2 separate regions of the Mus musculus genome follow, and region 1 is linked to region 2. Evidence: chromatin contacts called from public Hi-C data. All regions are on one chromosome and are shown on one strand. Each heading gives the region's core, a stretch centred on a gene start, on an enhancer-like site or on the middle of the called end of the contact. The rest is flanking DNA. Distances are from core to core; before and after follow the strand shown. Region 1 has its middle 32 kb from the start of Gm41945. Region 2 overlaps Nckap5 (NCK-associated protein 5).

Region 1 (2,700 bases), core at 56-2,555, 560 kb after region 2:
AGCTGGCCATCGGTGTAGATAATCAGTGAGCTCCAGGCTCAGCAAGAGGCTAAGGCAAGGAAATGATAGAGGAAGACACACTTGATGTCAACCTCTGGCCTACACATAGACACACACACACACATACAAGTGTAAAAGTCAAGTCCTTTGCTTTCATGAGTTTGGCAATTTCTGGGATTTGGAGGTCTGTCCAGGGTCAGCAGTGCCCCAGACATCAAAATATCCAAATGTGTTTGAAGATGGGCTCGGGGCTTGGTGGTGGAGGCCTCCAGAGAGGCATAGGCAGAAGGACCACGGGTGAGTTCAACGCTAGCCCTTACCTCAAAGTAAGTACAAGTTTTTTTTTAAAGGGTTAGGGGTGGATCTTTGTGGTAGACAAGTTGTCTGACATACACAAAAGCCCGCTGGCCATGTGGGAGTCAATGGGTTCAGATGATCCCACTGAAGTCTAAAGAATTCCCTAGGCTAATCAACAAGCCAACAAATGGGAAAATATAGCAAGGAGCTAGGCCCAAAGGGAGGCCAACTCTCTAATAAAGCAGAAACCAGAAGTGACAGTGGTTAGCATCAGACTGTGTGCATGGGATCCTCAGAGGCACACCAAGACACTCAAACATCAGAGATCTAAATCTCCAGGCTTAGATTGTGAGTCAACGCCAAAGTCCAAGGTGCCAGCAAAGGCTGTCATTGTCCCCCTGTCTCTCTGGGTTCATCCCACAGATCAAAAGTGACATCTGATTTGTAACTGAGACTCACAGGGGAGATGGGCAGTGGGGTGGGGGTGGGGGTAGGGTGAAGGGGTTCAGTAAGTGGAAGAGGTACTTTTTCTTCTACTTCTGCCAAAACCAAATTCCAAGGACTTGGGTGGCCTTGGAGCTGCGGGGGTTGGTCAGGAAATGAGGTGCTTCGTATGGAAATGCTTGAAGATGAGGCCATTTCCTCTGACATACTCACCAGCAGGGTACTCCTAATCTATATAAACGGAGGGTTGCACCAACCCACCTCCTCCAGTGACCCCCCCTAAACAGTGGGCTTCAGCATTTCCCTTCAAAGGCTTTGAGAGATAAGAGATTGTATTCTGCGCAGTGCCAGGACCCACATAAGAAGTGGTCCGTGTCAGCCAGAACCAGATCTTTCTTAAACACTTACATAGAGACAGACATCCATCTGGTTGTCTTGTCTGACTGACATCTGGGATGGTCAGGAGACTGGCAATGGCTCCCCTGAGCCACGGTGGGCTTATTTAATGTCCACAGGAATGTCTCAGCTGGGAGGGCCTCGCATCTGCCTGCTCACTCCATCTGCTAGCCAGACTTGTCTGCCAGACTGCTTTGGGGAGCCAGGAGGGTCCCTGGAGAGAGTCCCTGAGCACAATTCAAGGCGACATTTGTTGCTGTTGGCCATGAGGGTCCCTTTATGTGCCTGGGTTTTGCTGAAAAAGGCTTAATGCCAGCTCAGACTGCCAGCTCCACTCAGCAGAGGAGATACCCCATGATTCTAAGCGATGCTGGCCTTCTGCTGTCTGAATAAATGGCACCTGTCTGATTTTTTTGGACCTTGACTCCTCTCTCTCTAGGACATGTAATCCACCCCTCGCTCATCAGGAGAACTTTTTCTCTCCAGGATGCTTCTAAACTGCCACTCACTCTAAAAAAAAAAAAAAGCATGTAGCCCCTAACCTCTATCAGCTACCTAAACAAGTACCTGATGCCCCTGCACCAGGAAGAGACCCCTCAGCCCTCTTTGAAGGTACACCCACTGCCACCTGGAGGCCTCCCAGTAAGTCCCCCCCCCTAGTTTCTACCACCTCCCAATATGCTCTGCTGGGCACACCCAGTCTTCAACATGTTAGCTCTGAGAACATCCCAGATCCAACTACAGTAATTGCTTTAACTCCTCACAGCCACCCAGAAACCTATCACTCCATCTCTAAAGCCAGCCTCCCCTTTGAACTGTGGCCTCTCTTCCCAAACACTCCCCACATGTCCCTTTGTATAGGGTGAGTGTCTGGGCCAGGCATGAATCACCTCCCAGGTCCTTGCATGAGTGGAAAATGCCAAGCGCAAGTCCCTACCCTCTGATTCTACCCATCCCTCTTGAAGCTGTGAGGGTGGACAATGCTTAAACCCATTCCCAACCCTGTGATTGTCCCTACCCAGCTTTGGTGGTCAGTGTCATGTCTCTGAAACTATTTTCAGCTCTCTAGCACCATCTACTGGAAATCTATGGTCATGGCTGAGCTGAAAGCACCTCATGGATTAGAGTTGCCAACCCAGTTTCTGTTTGCATTTAAATGATCCAGGGTCTGGTGGGAAGGATTCATGGTAAGAAGATAGCTCATCAATCCTGGCCATGTGCCCTAGTCCACGTTTCCCACCCTTAACCCCAACTTCCAACGTCCACAGACATCTGCTGCCTGGCTTAAATTTGCTAATGGAGGTAATATTCTGGATGCTGAATGTCCCAAAGATGAGGTATAATTTTTTTATTGTACCATCAATTATAATTTTATTACATCATGCTTGATATATGGTTTTCACAGTATCACAATATCAGTACCACCTCAAAGTTTATTGTACCATTCTTAATTATGTGGGCCCTGTACTCCACCCCACGTGTGTGTGTGTGTGTGTCTGTATATATACATATATATGTCTGTTTGTCTGTATGTCTGTGTGTTTTGTGTGTTTGTGTCTGTCT
Region 2 (2,700 bases), core at 24-2,523:
TCACCTCCCACATGTCAAGGCAGAGTCTCGGTTACTCCTGTCACTGCTCCGACTCCAGTGTAGCTGACTGGTGAGCTGCCTGGTGAGCTTCCACTTGAGTCTACCGACTCCCATCTCACCCACACAGTGCCTATCTCCCAGGGATGGTGACATGTGGCTGCTAGGGATGGAACAGAAGTCATCAGGCTTGTATGGGAAGTTCTTCTTCCCATGGAGACGTCTCGCTGGTCCACCGGACAGTGATTTTTATGTAAACTACAGACAAGACTCCACACAGAGTATTGGTGCATTGGGTAAAACTTCTGGAAGCATCTGTATTCTTTCTGAAACATTCTTCCTGTCTCTGTTAAGGTTCCTTTTTATAGTCTTTGGAAGCAGTCCCATGATGGAACAAACCTAGGCCTCAGAAATGCTAGGGTATCTGCCATGAACTCCAGGTGTGGCCTGACATCCTACCCTGTTTCTGCTTCTTGGCACTGAGATACTCATCTTTGCGGTTCACACGCGGATGCACTGTCCCAGGTATGCTACTAGAATAAACTGTCCCCAGTCCTCTAGGAGACATAACCATCTCTTCCGTGGGTAATTTGGATGACAATATTGCTCGGGCTCATAAATAAATCTGGGATGAATAGCTAAACGGCTTTTGACAGATTAACACATTACTAAGCAGAAGGGTATTTAGAATTTTAAGACTCTGAAAGCCATGTGTAATTATCCAAATGAATCAATGCTTTCCACTGGAGTTTTGGACACATGAGCAGGTACATGGAGAGATGAAGGGGGTACGTCGTGAGGCCCGCTGCTGTTAACAACACCTTCAAGTTTCGGCAGAAGGGAAGGAAACATGCTATTTTTCATACTGTGGCATCGCCCCATACAAGGAGGCAGTTGTTTTGCGGAATGATAAATAGAAGGCTATTACATGCTTAATTAAAGAACCAATCCTTTCAGCTCTGAAAAAAAAAAATATAATCCCCAACTGAGTAGATATGTGAGCGTTGGAGAGGAGGCACGGTGTTTTAGACTTGCTGTTCCTTGCTCTTGTTATTGTCAGAGAACATCATTAAAACAGATCTCTCCTTCCTGCCGCTGCATCCTCAGACTGCAGGCCCGTGGTGTTGGCTCCTAAGGCAGTCCCCACCCTCCAAAGAACAGCTGTCATGTTTTTTATGAGGTCTGATGGAAGGTGAGGTTGCACACACCCTGTCTGGAACCTGTTAAGGACATACAAAGCTCAGCTTGGATTACGGATGTTATTTTAATGAATGTGGTGCCCTCTTCTGGTGGAAAGCCTAAATCAACAATGAAATCTTGTGGGCAGAAGACCAAGCTCGGCATCTTGTGCTCTCAGCACAGAACTGTGGATCGTAGGCCAAGGGGAGACCCCAGTAAGTGATCAGGCAGCACTCAAACCATTCAAATCCCCATCAAAGCTACACGACAAAATGAGTAAATGAAAATGCTGAAACAAGGGAAAGAAAGGCAGAAATCTGGCACTGAAGTAGAGAGAAGAGAAGTAACGAGGGAATCCCCCAAGGGCTATCTTTAAAAGAGAAAATAGGGCTTAAAATAGCTGTTCATCTTTAAGTGACAAGCAAATGGCCTTTTGATCACTGGTGTTCTTAAGAAGAATTCTTTCTATTAAGCATGTCAATGCATGTACAGACTTAAAGGAATAAACATCGGTTGGAGAAAATAATTGAAGACATTCTTAATGGGAAGCTAAGTGCGCTGTGAGAGAAATGCCTTCTTTAGCATTGTGATTTTTCATGAGATCAAACCTACAATATTAAAAGGTCTTTGGGGCTGGACAGACAAATGGCTCAGTGGTTGAAGAGCACATACTGCTCTTGCAGAGCACCTGAGTTTGGTCCCCAACATGCAGATCAAGTGGCCCAAAATCTCTTCTCATTCCAGCTCAGCAAAATTCAACGCCCTCTTCTGACTTCTTTGGGTACAGCAATCGTGTGCACATAACACCTCCCTGCAGCGAAAACTATCTCTCTCTCTCTCTCTCTCTCTCTCTCTCTCAAAAATAATGTCTCCTCACATTTCTCCACATCCTTTTGAGGGTTGACACTTTGAAGGCACTTTTTAGATGAATACTTGAGCCCCAACTATATAATTATTTGTCATTAAACAAAATCTGTAGCCATCCTTAAGGATGGCGTCAAATATTTATACTTGAACAACAGCAAAACACGCACCAATGTATCAGGGATACACATGTATGCTACTTCTTGAGTCAATTCTATAGGTTAAAGGCCAGAGATATTTACAAAATGGTTAACCTTTTAACAACAAAACCGTTTAATCAACCAAAGAACCCTAGCATTCCAGACAGAGGAAACAGATTCTGTCTATTAACACTCCACTGATTGTTAAACTATGCCCACTCTTGCGTGCACCCAGTTTATTATGCATCACAAATTCTGTCACTTGCTAGAGGCTGTGGCCCAGATTGAACATGTATTTATGAAAATAAAGCCCAAGACGTCTATAGTATGCTGTCATGCAGGGCTTCCAGTTCAGGAGGCTGGAGGGATAGATCTCCAAGCCAGCCATAGCCAAAAACCATGAAGAGAGCCTGGGTTCTGACATGTAGTTTCTGATGACTATGTGGATTTCATAAGCTCTGGGTTTGTGAGTGGCAGGAAGTTGGGAAGGGACACTGTCGATGATGGAAGTAACCATGTT

The links. A called contact is a pair of places that touch in the nucleus more often than the background predicts.
Region 1: a contact with region 2 is called in a Hi-C map of cortical neurons, with 5 times the contacts expected there. The contact joins two enhancer-like sites. A contact is called at or near these places in 9 of 484 Hi-C or Micro-C datasets (the N1E-115 cell line, cerebellum, cerebral cortex and 5 more).

Annotation. Positions count from the first base shown.
Region 1 is chr1:126,991,281-126,993,980 of GRCm38.p6, forward strand. No RefSeq gene overlaps it. Among named protein-coding and RNA genes, the nearest start is that of Gm41945, 32 kb to the right of the region's middle. Within about 2 kb of position 1,306, at least 8 of the 459 cell types and tissues checked have an H3K27ac peak or open chromatin away from gene starts, as enhancers often do. A contact at or near this core is called in cortical neurons, where this site is marked.
Region 2 is chr1:126,430,553-126,433,252 of GRCm38.p6, forward strand. The region is part of intron 4 of Nckap5 (NCK-associated protein 5); the gene reads right to left. Among named protein-coding and RNA genes, the nearest start is that of Gm35562, 390 kb to the left of the region's middle. Within about 2 kb of position 1,274, at least 21 of the 459 cell types and tissues checked have an H3K27ac peak or open chromatin away from gene starts, as enhancers often do. A contact at or near this core is called in cortical neurons, where this site is marked.